Regions from separate parts of the Mus musculus genome. Here region 1 is linked to region 2. The links are chromatin contacts, called in public promoter capture Hi-C maps. All regions are on one chromosome and are shown on one strand. Each heading gives the region's core, a stretch centred on a gene start, on an enhancer-like site or on the middle of the called end of the contact. The rest is flanking DNA. Distances are from core to core; before and after follow the strand shown. Region 1 holds the start of Clec12a (C-type lectin domain family 12, member a). Region 2 has its middle 5.4 kb from the start of Gm26160.

Region 1 (7,061 bases), core at 191-2,690, 180 kb after region 2:
CCATAGAACTTGAGAAGCTGCTGGGCCCTTTAAAAGCAGCATGGCAGGTAATCAGCCCCTAGCAGGGCTTCTCCAGCTGTGATTGACTCCTAACTATAGGTGCAGGGCTCCAAAGGACAATTAAGACTGCCTTTAAACAAGCTAAATTAAATCAGGGGGTGGGCAGCCAGCACATAAAGTTTTAGCCATTTTTTTCTTTTCAACACTAAACACGAACAACAATCATTCAAACAACGAAACAAAAACAGGTGTAAATTGACACACATGGACAGATTGGTGCACCAAGGACAGACAATAGACAGAGAGGGAAGAGAACTTGATGTCCTAAAGGGACCTAGAACCAGGACTAAGGATATCTCCAGTAGGAGCCAGAGAGGAAGCAGGATGTCTTCTGATTTCCTCCTGTCCCAAGGAGAGCTCTGAAATAGCTTATCTCTTTTGCTAACATGTCCTGGACAGGGGATACCTGCTTTTCTGAAACCTATTCTCTCTCTCTCTCTCTCTCTCTCTCTCTCTCTCTTTCTCATGTCATTTGAATACCATTTCTACTTCTGGGCACCATGGACAGCATAAATCTACTTGTGCTAAGAATTTTTCTAACATCTGTTTTTAAACCCTGCTCCTCTCACCTGATGCAACTCTTGGCTGTGGAGAAATGGCTATATAGAATTCCCCTGTCCCGTTGAGCTGTTACCCCTAGGTGAAGTTGGCTTCGGGTCAACACCTCTTCAGCCCAGCTGTATGCCCTTAATACACCTCCTGCAACAACAGCCTCCCTAAAATAAACTAACTAGTGTTAGCATTAATGTTGTTCATTACTGGGCAGGATACCATTACTTCTTCTGTTTTCTGTGGAGCTCCACTCAAGCCAGTGTTTCTCAGTGCTTCCTCCCACTTCCCCATTTTCAGGCCTCAAGCTATGCACCACCTGTAGCCATCCAGTAGCCACTGAGAACTGGGTTAACCTGAAAGGGGGGCTGGGAATGAAAAGGACTATGGGCTGCAAGAAAAGGATGAAGCCAAGATCAAGGCAAAGTTTAATTCTGCAGCTCCAGGTAAAAAGGGAAGACCACAAAACCCAACCTTTGTTTAGGCTGTATTATGTTGCAAAGCAAGCTCAGTGAGCTTATTTCAGGAACTTGCAGGTGCAGCAAGGCGATAACTCCACTTGAGCCTGCTCAAGGTTGGGGGAAGGGCATGGTGGTGCACCAGGGAGCATTTGAGATTTGAATCACTCCGATTATTTCCCTGTTTCAGAGTTTAATCATATGCTGTTTCTGCACTGTGTGGTAGGAGCAAATTGCGCAACTCGTATGAAGCTAATATTATCCAAGCACAGTTTAAAAAATTACCTTATGTAAAGAAAAAGGAAGAAATATGAGGAAGAAAAGTGTTCCTCTTTCAATCTTATTTATTCTTGTCTGAGGCAATAAACTGACTGTGGCTCATAGACACATATTTGAGAGTCTGGCATAGTGGTTTTTCAAAAGGAAATTTGAGCTTGTGAGGTTAGCCACAGTTTACAGAGGGTTGAAAGTCTAGGTAGGCTTACTTAACTGTCAGCCCTCTCACCTTTTTCGAAGGACATTTTCTGGAGCCTTCTTTGAATATTCATCAATGTCTGAAGAAATTGTTTATGCAAATCTCAAAATCCAGGACCCTGATAAAAAAGAAGAAACCCAGAAGTCTGACAAATGTGGGGGAAAAGGTAAGATTTTGAGCCATGGATGAGATGGCAGTGACCACAGATTCATGCAATGTGAATTTTTAATTTTTATTTCTTTAAATTTTAATATGCCATATGAATTTTTGTTCAGCCTTTCATTTAAACCCCAAATAACAAAGTGATTAAAAATAATTTTTTTCTTTAAAGCATAAGGTATTTCTTTAAGCCATTGTAATACAACATTGTATTTTACATTTTTAATATTAAATTAAATTGAGGTATGTGGAAAGAGATTGTATTTTCAAATGACAGTGTTTTATTGTGAAGGTTTTGTTTTGTTTTGGTGTGTGTGTGTGTGTGTGTGTGTGTGTGTGTGTGTGTGTGTGTGTGTGAAGCCATGGAATTAGGACTATACCTTATTCAGGAAAGTCATGGGCTTATATGTTCTTGCTAGATTTTTGAACGCAAACTGCTTGAAGTGTAGGAGAAAGACAAAGAAGGGGAGAACATTTTTTATTTTTAAATCTGGCTTCTCTCCTCATTGTTCATGGAGCTTGCTCTGATCCAGATCTTCAGGAGTTTCCATATTTTATCCTAGCATTCAAATCTCTACTCTTTGTCTTAAATTTAGGTTAAATTTAATCTGTGTATGTGTGTGCATATGTGTATGAACATGTATGAGTGTGTGTGTGTGTGTGTGTGTGTGTGTGTGTGTGTGCACGCGCATATGTGTACGTGTGTGTATATGTGTGCTTGTGCCACAGTGCTTGTGTGGCAGCCTGAGGACAGTTTGAGGAGACAGTCCTCTCCTTGCATCATGTGAACCACCAGGAATTTCCCTTAGGTTATAAGGCTTGCAAAGCAAGTACAGTTAGGCCCTGAGCTACTTCTGAGTCATGTCTCTACCTCATTGCTGTGCCTTTCTGCTGTTTTTATATTGCTGAGCATTCCATTTTAAGATTGCTCTTTTGGTAGATCTAAGGGAGTGGTTCTCTAATCTCAGATATCCAGTAAGATTGGAAGTTCAAGGCCTACTTGGGCTATGAGAGAGTTCAGAGTCAACCTGTGCAGTCAGTTAAGTGAGATCCTGTCTCAAAATAAGAGGTAAGAAGAGAGCTGAGGATACAGCTGAGTGCTAAAGCACTCATTTAGCATATTCAAGGCTCTACTCTCAATACAATATAACACAACATGACATACTCAGCACAACACCCAAAACATATCAAAACCTACAGGAAATTCCTTCACACTGTGCATTCTCTGTGACACATCCCCCTGGTTTTCACTATCCCTGTGGCTGAGCTGGTTTTGTTCTTCTGCTTGTCCTGGCTTGATTGTGTTCTTTGATGGAGCACTGGAGGGCTCTTCCTAGGTCTCTTGCTCTAGTGTCACTCTACATGCATTTCTAAGTTATCTCGTGGCTTTCACTCTCAAGTTCCTATCTATCTATCTATCTATCTATCTATCTATCTATCTATCTATCTATCTATCTATCATCTACCTATCTCTATCATCTCTATATATCTATTACCTATGTATCTATCATTTCTCTATTAATCAGTCATTTTGCACTTTGTTTCCTGTCCTTTAAAATGCGTCTAGATGACAACAAAAACACACACACCTTACTACTCTGTTTTATTAGTAGCCACAGTAGTGTCTAGTACCTAAATGGCACAGATCTGATAACTTTTAAATAACTGAATATATATATATATATATATATATATATATATATATATATATGTTATATATAAATGAGAAAATAATTATAACAAAAGATAGACTATGAGTTTGTATTTCAAACCTCAGATAATGACTGGAACATTTATAGTATTTTCACTAACAATAATTTTCCAAAATATTAAGAAATTAAATTTTATATTTTATATGTCACTTTGTGAGACTTCACAACATTGTTATGCTATCATCTGTTGATATAAACCACATTTCAGGAGCAGAGTAAGAGCATTAGGTTAGTCTTGAGTTACTTTCTTGAAACAATCTTTTTATGTATTCGTACACGGGGATAATTTAAATCATGTAATTTCTTAACACTAATTCATAATGTAAGTTTTTTTTAACTTTTTAGGGAAATGATATAGTTTGTGATTCGTCATCTATAAAATAATAAAAGCAATTCTATGAGAATGGTTTTCTTAAAAAAATGGCAAATATTGGAAAAATTTTAATGAGAAATTCAGGTCCAGACTAGGGGTAGCACAGAGCTGGGGGGGGGGGGCGGGTGACAGTGGGATACAGACAGTGACAACCTGCTTTGCTGAACTGCAGTCGCATTCTTAGCTTTAGAGGGGAGCACCCAAACAAGTGGAATTGCTTCCTCTGTTAAACACAACCTCCACATTCCAAAAGACCCCTCAGAAAGCTTCCTTCAGTCTCCTGAAACACACTTTCCACAAACATATCCGAGGACACATTCTACCAGTACCCCCATTTTCCCTTCTCTCTATTTTATGAGGTTTTCTTTACTTTTTTTGTGTGTCTTTTGTCAATCTAAGGGTTAATGTCTTTGCCTATGAGACTCATTTCTCATTCAGAAGAACTTAGTGAATATTTCTTCTTCTTTTTTTTAAAGTTATTGCCTTGATCTTATTGGTAAGATATTTGAGACATTTCATAAACAAAAAAATTCTGTGGGGTAAGACATAGCATAGTCAAAAAACTGAAGCGAATCCTGATGTCTTAGGATTTCCTATCTGATTACTCTTGAAAAAAGTCTGTGAATTTCTAGCAAAATACATAGATGAAATAATTGAGGGGAGGATGGATGGATGGATGGATGGATGGATGGATGGATGGATGGATGGATCAAGTTAAGGTATGATCTGCTTCTAGAATGCTGTGCTTTTTTATTTTCACAGTATCCGCCGATGCTTCCCATTCACAGCAAAAAACAGTCTTGATTCTGATTCTTCTATGCCTTCTGCTGTTCATTGGAATGGGGGTCTTAGGAGGCATCTGTATGTATTACCCATTCTTTAAAAAGAAATTTTACATTTAATTAAAGTATAGTTGCATCATCCCCACTTCCCAATAATCCCTCTCATTCTCCTGCCTTCTCCCTCTCAAATTATGTTACTGAGAATTTATAAGTCTTAAAATCATCTACTCTTTTCTTTTTTTCTTTTGTCTTTAAAAAAAAAAAAAAACCTGGAGTTTATACAACTTTGGCAACAGAAATGATAAAATCGAATCAATTGCAAAGGGCCAAGGAAGAACTTCAGGAAAATGTTTCCCTACAGCTGAAGCACAATCTCAACAGCTCCAAGAAAATCAAGAACCTTTCTGCCATGCTGCAAAGCACAGCCACCCAGCTGTGCCGAGAGCTGTATAGCAAAGAACCAGGTAGCCCTCAAACTCCATCTCTCAAAACTGTTTCCTGGGCAGCAAAAAACAAACAAACAAACAAAAAAAAAAAAACAAAAAACGAAAACCAACATGTAAACCTTAGAGTCCTTTAAGAACCACTTTCTTACAGAGTCAATATTAAATGTGAAACTAAATGAGTTTGGTAAATTAGTCATTGAAATTTCCCTAGTTAGAGACAAACAAGGAAAGCAGTTAAAACAACAAGCTGCCAACTTACAAGGTTCTGACAGCTCCATAATGAAGCACCACTTAGTATACACAGTTTTCCTAATCTGCAGTTTATTACCATTGCCCTGAGCACAGATCTCAAGAGATGATGGCATGGGAGGGAAGCCTCTTTGTACTCGATGGCATATTTGCTGCCATTCATTTTTAGAGTCATTAGTGAGTTCCCCAGTGATGGGCAATATTTTTGAATCGGGCCTGGTCCTAGAACATTTTTTGTTTGTCCAAGTTTTGTATCAGGTTTCTAGGGTGATAGATAGCGATGTGGAGGATTTGTTTTCTTTCTTGACTTAAAGAGAGGGAACACAGTAAATCAGGTCACTGTTACCCAGACAGGAAAGGATTAATTGTCAAGCGTGTTGAAACCAACCTGTAAAACTCTATCCTTCTAGAGCACAAATGTAAACCATGTCCAAAGGGTTCAGAATGGTACAAGGACAGCTGTTATTCTCAACTCAATCAGTATGGAACATGGCAAGAGAGTGTCATGGCCTGCTCTGCTCGGAATGCCAGCCTCCTGAAGGTTAAGAACAAGGATGTGCTGGTAAGGTTTTGTGTCTCTGTTCCCTCCAAAAAGGAATCAGCTTCATATCATGAAATAGGGAGTAAAGAGGGATACATTGGGAAGACATGTGGTGTCTTGACTCAGGATTGTTTTCCTGGCAAGCCCATTGGACTTGGTCTTGTACTTCATTGGACTGGGTCTTGTACTTTTGTCTTAGGGAAATCACAGTCAAGCTGAAACACACCAAATTTTAGCTTAAGTAGAATTTTAGAACCTTCAAGATAGATGAATAGATCAGGGACCCCCAGGATGCTCAGGTCTGTGTATTTCCAAGTTGGATGTGTAGAAGCAGGTTTCTGTGTATGTCTTCTGAATAGTTTTCCAAAGACAGAGTGGATGTTGATCATGGCGCAGGCTCACCACTTCCATAAAAACCACATGGTGCGTATTCTCTATTGTCATTATATTAGATCTTTTGTTATATCTTTTGTTGAGTAGGCAAAAAAAAAAAAATGCCAGCTTAACCCAGATAGGTTGATATATATGTAGATAAGCAGACTGCGTTGATGGAGAAGAAACAAATGCTAAACATATATTTCACAGAACTATTAGGATCAATGAAAAGTGAGTTCTCCTGCTAATTTATTTGTTGATGTTTAAGTGAGTGGTTCTCAACCTTCCTAATGTTGTAACCCTTTAATACAGTTTCTCAAGTTGTGGTGACTCTCAACCATAAAATTATTTTTGTTGCTACTTTATAACTGTAATTTTGCTATTGTTATGAATTATAAATATCTAATATTTCTGATGGTCTCAGGCAAGGCCTGTGAAGGGTTCACTCAACCCCCAGTGGAGTAGTGACCCACAGGATGAGAACCACTGGTCTAAATAATGTCTTTGTATTTCACGTATTAGTCAGTAGTTCTGATCTTTCACGTAGTAATCCTTTATTATTTTTCTTTGAGATGAGTCTCACTCAGTATCCCCAGCTAAACTCCAATTCACAGCAATCCTCCTGCCTCAGCCTTCCAAGGGCTAGAATTATCAGTGTGATCTGCTGATCCTAGACTGTAGCCATTTATTGTGGAGTAAAAATATCACCTTAATGGCTCGTCTTCTCTACCATGAGAAACATGTCATCTTTTATAGGAGAAAGGAATTCTCCTATAAAATAGATTATTCTGTCTCACTGACTTTTCTCAAGTGATTATTCACAATTATTTACTTAAAAAAATAACTGACTTAACCTCCCCTACCCCTATGTTACTTTGGCCA
Region 2 (7,505 bases), core at 4,939-7,438:
ACTTCACTCAGGATGATACCCTCCAGGTCCATCCATTTGTCTAGGAATTTCATAAATTCATTTTTTGTTAGTAGCTGAGTAGTATTCCATTGTGTAAATGTACCACATTTTCTGTATCCATTCCTCTGTTGAGGGGCATGTGGGTTCTTTCCAGCTTCTGGCTATTATAAATAAGGCTGCTATGAACATAGTGGAGCATGTGTCCTTCTTAACGGTTGGGACATCTTCTGGATATATGCCCAGGAGAGGTATTGCGGGATCCTCCGGTATCCAATTTTCTGAGGAACCGCCAGACTGATTTCCAGAGTGGTTGTACAAGCTTGCAATCCCACCAACAATGGAGGAGTGTTCCCCTTTCTCCACATCCTCGCCAGCATCTGCTGTCACCTGAGTTTTTGATCTTAGCCATTCTGACTGGAGTGAAGTGGAATCTCAGTGTTCTTTTGATTTGCATTTCCCTGATGATTAAGGATGTTGAACATTTTTTCAGGTGTTTCTCTGCCATTCGGTATTCCTCAGGCGAGAATTCTTTGTTCAGCTCTGAGCCCCATATTTTAATGGGGTTATTTGATTTTCTGGAGTCCACCTTCTTGAGTTCTTTATATATATTGGATATTAGTCCCCTGTCGGATTTGGGATAGGTAAAGATACTTTCCCAATCTGTTGGTGGCCTTTTTGTCTTATTGACTGTGTCTTTTGCTTTGCAGAAGCTTTGCAATTTTATGAGGTCCCATTTATCGATTCTTGATCTTACAGCACAAGCCATTGCTGTTCTATTCAGGAATTTTTCCCCTGTACCCATATCTTTGAGGCTTTTCCCTACTTTCTCCTCTATAAGTTTCAGTGTCTCTGGTTTTATGTGGAGTTCCTTAATCCACTTAGATTTGACCTTAGTACAAGGAGATAGAAATGGATCAATTCGCATTCTTCTACATGATAACCACCAGTTGTGCCAGCACCATTTGTTGAAAATGCTGTCTTTTTTCCACTGGATGGTTTTAGCTCCCTTGTCAAAGATCAAGTGACCATAGGTGTGTGGGTTCATCTCTGGGTCTTCAATTCTGTTCCATTGGTCTACTTGTCTGTCACTTTACCAGTACCATGCAGTTTTGATCACAATTGCTCTGTAGTACAGTTTTAGGTCCGGCATGGTGATTCCATAAGAGGTTCTTTTATCCTTGAGAAGAGTTTTTGCTATCCTCGGTTTTTTTGTATTCCAGATGAATCTGCCGATTGCATTGAATCTGTAGATTGCTTTTGGCAAGATGGCCATTTTTACAATGTTGATCCTGCCAATCCATGAGCATGGGAGATCTTTCCATCTTCTGAGATCTTCTTTAATTTCTTTCTTTAGAGACTTGAAGTTCTTATCATACAGATCTTTCACTTCCTTAGTTAGAGTCACGCCAAGGTATTTTATATTATTTGTGACTATTGAGAAGGGTGTTGTTTCCCTAATTTCTTTCTCAGCCTGTTTATCCTTTGTGTAAAGAAAGGCCACTGACTTGTTTGAGTTAATTTTATATCCAGCTACTTCATTGAAGCTGTTTATCAGGCTTAGGAGTTCTCTGGTGGAATTTTTAGGGTCACCTATATATACTATCATATCATCTGCAAAAAGTGATATTTTGACTTCTTCCTTTCCAATTTGTATCCCCTTGATCTCCTTTTGTTGTCTGATTGCTCTGGCTAGGACTTCAAGTACAATGTTGAATAGGTAGGGTGAGAGTGGACAGCCTTGTCTAGTCCCTGATTTTAGTGGGATTGCTTCCAGCTTCTCACCATTTACTTTGATGTTGGCTATTGGTTTGCTGTAGATTGCTTTTATCATGTTTAGGTATGGGCCTTGAATTCCTGATCTTTCCAAGACTTTTATCATGAATGGGTGTTGGATATTGTCAAATGCTTTCTCAGCATCTAACGAGATGATCATGTGGTTTTTGTCTTTGAGTTTGTTTGTATACTGGATTACATTGATGTATTTCCGTATATTGAACCATCCCTGCATCCCTGGGATGAAACCTACTTGGTCAGGATGGATGATTGTTTTGATGTGTTCTTGGATTCGGTTAGCAAGAATTTTATGGAGGATTTTTGCATCGATATTCATAAGGGAAATTGGTCTGAAGTTCTCTATCTTTGTTGTGTCTTTTTGTGGTTTAGGTACCAGAGTAATTGTGGCTTCATAGAATGAGTTGGGTAGAGTACCTTCCATTTCTATTTTGTGGAATAGTTTGTGAAGAACTGGAATTAGGTCTTCTTTGAAGGTCTGATAGAACTCTGCACTAAACCCGTCTGGTCCTGGGCTTTTTTTTTGGCTGGGAGATTATTAATGACTGCTTCTATTTCTTTAGGGGATATAGGACTGTTGAGATCATTAAGCTGATCTTGATTTAGCTTTGTTACCTGGTATCTGTCTAGAAACTTGTCCACTTCATCCAGGTTTTCCAGTTTTGTTGAGTATAGTCTTTTGTAGAAGGATCTGATGGTGTTTTGGATTTCTTCAGGATCTGTTGTTATGTCTCCCTTTTCATTTCTGATTTTGTTAATTAGGATGCCTTCCCTGTGCCCTCTAGTGAGTCTGGCTAAGGGTTTATCTATCTTGTTGATTTTCTCAAAGAACCAGCTCCTTGATTGTTTGATTCTTTGAACAGTTCTTCTTGTTTCCACTTGGTTGATTTCACCCCTGAGTTTGATTATTTCCTGCCTTCTACTCCTCTTGGGTGAATTTGCTTCCTTTTCTTCTAGACCTTTTAGGTGTGTTGTCAAGCTGCTAATGTGTGCTCTCTAGTTTCTTTTTGGAGGCACTCAGAGCTATGAGTTTTCCTCTTAGGAATGCTTTCATTGTGTCCCATATGTTTGAGTATGTTGTGGCTTCATTTTCATTAAACTCCAAAAAGTCCTTAATTTCTTTCTTTATTCCTTCCTTGACCAAGGTATCATTGAGAAGAGTGTTGTTCAGTTTCCACGTGAATGTTGGCTTTCTATTATTTATTTTGTTATTGAAGACCAGCCTTAGTCCATGGTGATCTGATAGGATGCATGGGACAATTTCAATATTTTTGTATATGTTGAGGCTTGTTTTGTGACCAAATATGTGGTCAATTTTAGAGAAGGTACCATGAGGTGCTGAGAAGAAGGTATATCCTTTTGTTTTAGGATAAAATGTTCTGTAGATATCTGTCAGGTCCATTTGTTTCATCACTTTTGCTAGTTTCACTGTGTCCCTGTTTAGTTTCTGTTTCCATGATCTGTCCATTGGTGAAAGTGGTGTGTTGAAGTCTCCCACTATTATTGTGTGAGGTGCAATGTGTGCTTTGAACTTTAGTAAAGTTTCTTTAATGAATGTGGCTGCCCTTGTATTTGGAGCATAGATATTCAGAATTGAGAGTTCCTCTTGGAGGATTTTACCTTTGATGAGTATGAAGTGCCCCTCCTTGTCTTTTTTGATGACTTTGGGTTGGAAGTCAATCTTATCAGATATTAGGATGGCTACTCCAGCTTGTTTCTTCATACCATTTGCTTGGAAAATTATTTTCCAGCCTTTCATTCTGAGGTAGTGTCTATCTTTTTCTCTGAGATGAGTTTCCTGTAAGCAGCAAAATGTTGGGTCTTGTTTGTGTAGCCAGTTTGTTAGTCTATGTCTTTTTATTGGGGAGTTGAGTCCATTGATATTAAGAGATATTAAGGAAAAGTAATTGTTGCTTCCTGTTCTTTTTGTTGTTAAAGTTGGCATTCTGTTCTTGTTTCTGTCTTCTTTTAGTTTTGTTGAGGGATTATCTTCTTGTTTTTTTCCTAGGGCGTGGTTCCCGTCCTTGTATTGGTTTTTTCTGTTATTATCCTTTGAAGGGCTGGATTCGTGGAGAGATAATGTGTGAATTTGGTTTTGTCGTGGAATACTTTGGTTTCTCCATCTATGGTAATTGAGAGTTTGGCTGGGTATAGTAGCCTGGGCTGGAATTTGTTTTCTCTTAGTGTCTGTATAACATCTGTCCAGGCTCTTCTGGCTTTCATAGTCTCTGGTGAAAAATCTGGTGTAATTCTGATAGGCTTGCCTTTATATGTTACTTGACCTTTTTCCCTTACTGCTTTTAGTATTCTATCTTTATTTAGTGCATTTGATGTTCTGATTATTATGTTTCGGGAGGAATTTCTTTTTTGGTCCAGTCTATTTGGAGTTCTGTATGCTTTTTGTATGTTCATAGGCATCTCTTTCTTTAGATTTGGGAAGTTTTCTTCAATAATTTTGTTGAAGATATTTGCTGGCCCTTTAAGTTGAAATTCTTCATTCTCATCTACTCCTATTATCCGTAGGTTTGGTCTTCTCATTGTGTCCTGGATTTCCTGGATGTTTTGAGTTAGGTTCTTTTTGCATTTTCCATTTTCTTTGATTGTTGTGCCGATGTTCTCTATGGAATCTTCTGCACCTGAGATTCTCTCTTCCATCTCTTGTATTCTGTTGCTCATGCTGGCATCTATGGTTCCAGATTTCTTTCCTAGGGTTTCTATCTCCGGTGTTGCCTCACTTTGGGTTTTCTTCATTGTGTCTACTTCCCTTTTTAGGTCTAGTATGGTTTTGTTCATTTCCATCATCTGTTTGGATGTGTTTTCCTGTTTTTCTTTAAGGACTTGTAACTCTTTAGCAGTGTTCTTCAGTATTTCTTTAAGTGAGTTATTAAATTCCTTCTTTATGTCCTCTACCATCATCATGAGATATGCTTTTAAATCCAGGTCTACCTTTTCAGGTGTGTTAGGATGCCCTGGACTGGGCGAAGTGGGCGTTCTGGGTTCTGATGATGGTGAGTGGTCCTGGTTTCTGTTAGTAGGATTCTTACCTTTACCTTTACCCATATGGCAATCTCTGGAGTTAGTTGTTATAGTTGTCTTTGTTTAGAGATTGTTCCTCTGTTGATTTTGTTACCCTCTATCAGCAGACGTGGGAGACTAACTCTCTCCTCTGAGTTTCAGTGGTCAGAGCAGTCTCTGCAGGCAAGCTCTCCTCTTTCAGGGAAGGTGCACAGTTATCTGGTGTTTGGACCTCCTCCTGGCTGAAGATGAAGGCCCAAAACAGGATCTTTCCCAGAAGGTGTGTTGCTTTGGCCAGGAAGGTGGCCGGTTGTCTGGAGCCGAAGATGGCGTCGCCTCAGAAGCTCTGTGGCTCTCGCCTGTCCCAGAAACGGCTGGCCTCTGTATTCCACACCGTCACCCGTGCAGCCTTCCCTCCGTGGAGTCCCGGAGCCTCTTTATTATTTTTCACAGAGCGTCTGTAACATGGGTGTGCAAGCATCTCTGTGGTGGGCTGTGAAGTCCTCTGGCTATATGATCAGGAAGGGTAAAGCAGGGTCATATGGTAATTCTATCTTTGGTTTTATTATGCGTAATCTTTGCTTCTTCCATAGAGCCAATCCTGAGACTTTGAAGACAGCAAGAACTTTGCTGCCTTAGTCATGGTTCAGTGATGCTCAGGGTCTGGCAGATGTGTTGGGGGTAGGCCTGTGTGGCAGATGTGTTGGGGGTAGGCCTGTGTGACAGATGTGCTGGGGGTAGGCCTGTGCTGCTGTGCATTAAAATGCTAATTCTGTCCCTCAAGATCTGGTTGTCCCAAGGCACCAGCTTTTGTTGTGTAAACTTTGCTCCCTAATTTAAAATTATTAAATAAAGGTGGCTACAGCCAATTACCAAAGGGAGAAGAGATAGGCAAGTTTACAGTTACCTAGCTGGGGGTGGCAGGTAGGGACCATGAGGAGAAAAAGAAAAGAAGGCAGGAATACGAAGTGTCCATTAGATATGATGGGCCAGGAGCTCAGGCCTGAGTGATATGCCACCCCCACCCCAGGATAGCTGGCTGGAGCAGAAGTAACCCAGGGAGACTCAACCAACCATTATCTGGGGAGCACATCTGGGGAGTTAGAAGTCTAAGCATTAGAAAATTAGATTAGGGGTAATCTCCCAGTAACTGCACAAAGGCTAAATCAATAAATCATAGTCTGAGTCTCATTCATTTCAAAGCAAGGCAGTGATAGGTGTAATTCAATTTATTTTACAGACACTTGATGAAAGACTTCAAGCTGGGTATGGTGGCTCCTCACTGTGATCCCAGCTCCTAGATGATGAGGCACAAGAGTTACCATGAGTTTCAGGCAAGCCTGGGTTTCACAGCAGGCTGCAGGCCATCTTGTGCTCCACCATGTGACTGTTTGGGGTGAGGAGGTAAAAGGGAAATATTGCATGTATATTCAAGTGAGTCAACACTATTGGGTTGCACATTATTGCACAACACCTTTGTCCTGCTTGGGTTTTGTCATCTGGGAAGAGGAAACCTAATCTGAGAAAATGTCTCCATCAGATTGACTTATACGCAAATCTGTAGAACAGTTTCTTGATTGATGATAATTGTAGGAGAGTACAGCCCATTTGAGGCAGTGCCACACTTAAGCAGATGATCTTGGGTTATATAGGAAAGAACACTGAGCAAACCACGGGGAGCAAGTCAGTAAAGCAGCACTCCTCCATGTTTTCTAATTCAATTCCTGCATGCAGGTTTAGTTCCAACCTTTGCTTGCCTCATTAATGGCCTGGATTTGAATACACAAGCTAAATAAACCTTTTCCTACCCAGGTTGCTTTTGGTCATGGTGTTTACTACAGAAAGAAAACTAGTGTATAGGTCCATGATTCACCAAAGGACTCAAATTGCATGTAAACACAAGGAGTGTTTTATTCTGCAAGAAATCCAGCATGCTGGGGTTTCCCATCACCAAGATAGAGACACAACCAAGTGAGCTTGCAGTCCTGAGTTAAAGCACATTAGGGTGTTCCAGGGTAGATGACTTCTATGCTAATGTGTTGGATCTATCTCTAAGGACATTCTATTACCTGGGTGTGGGTGCTGGAAAACCACTAGGGAGGTCTGGAAACTGCTGCTGACCCATTGTCCTTGCCTCAGACCAGGTGGCAGGGCAGCTTCTGAGGCCTGGACTTTCCTGGAATCGTCCAGTTCTTGGAAACAGATTAAGGCCTAGTCTCCTTAACTGCCTATTTGAAACCTGTCGTGGAATCAGCCCACCCTTCTCACTAGAATGACTTTGTTCTGTGAGTGTTTGGTAGCTTTTACCTTATTAATGCCATTCTTATGAATTCTTGCAAATATCTGGGCATTTTAAGAACGATTTTATGAATGGCCACTTTTCTACAAAATGAGTTTTTGCTATGTAAAATCTTCATAATTCCTGAAGAGTGTTGAGAATCTAATAGCCTGGACTACAGTTAAAGGGAAATAAACTGCTCCCTTTGTTACTGTCGGGGAATTGCTCAGCAGAGTGGTGAATGGACTAGAGGTTGACCTAAATTTGGATGACAGACATCTCTGACATTTAGTGTCTGTGTAACATGAGAAAGAGATCCATCTTTCCAACTGAGATGGTTAACCCTGACTTTCAACCTGACAGAATCTAGAATGACCAAAGACAGAAAGATGTACCTGTGAAGGATTATCTAGGTTAAAAG

Evidence for each region. Promoter capture Hi-C pulls out the DNA fragments that hold promoters and counts their contacts.
Region 1: a contact with region 2 is called in a promoter capture Hi-C map of macrophages, with 5 read pairs. The contact joins the promoter of Clec12a here to the enhancer-like site in region 2. A contact is called at or near these places in 6 of 39 promoter capture datasets (the C10 cell line, cranial neural crest, hippocampal neurons and 3 more), 13 of 484 Hi-C or Micro-C datasets (the AML12 cell line, B cells, CD4 T cells and 8 more), 1 of 115 datasets of contacts at active chromatin or transcription factors (large pre-B cells) and 4 of 9 other capture datasets (adipose tissue, liver, macrophages and 1 more).

The regions. Positions count from the first base shown.
Region 1 is chr6:129,348,804-129,355,864 of GRCm38.p6, forward strand. Clec12a (C-type lectin domain family 12, member a) reads left to right here and starts at 1,441. Exons shown (of 6, transcript NM_177686.4): 1 at 1,441-1,708; 2 at 4,549-4,647; 3 at 4,844-5,032; 4 at 5,674-5,825. The coding sequence starts at 1,618.
Region 2 is chr6:129,165,628-129,173,132 of GRCm38.p6, forward strand. No RefSeq gene overlaps it. Among named protein-coding and RNA genes, the nearest start is that of Gm26160, 5.4 kb to the right of the region's middle. Within about 2 kb of position 6,189, at least 32 of the 459 cell types and tissues checked have an H3K27ac peak or open chromatin away from gene starts, as enhancers often do. A contact at or near this core is called in adipose tissue, macrophages and neutrophils, where this site is marked.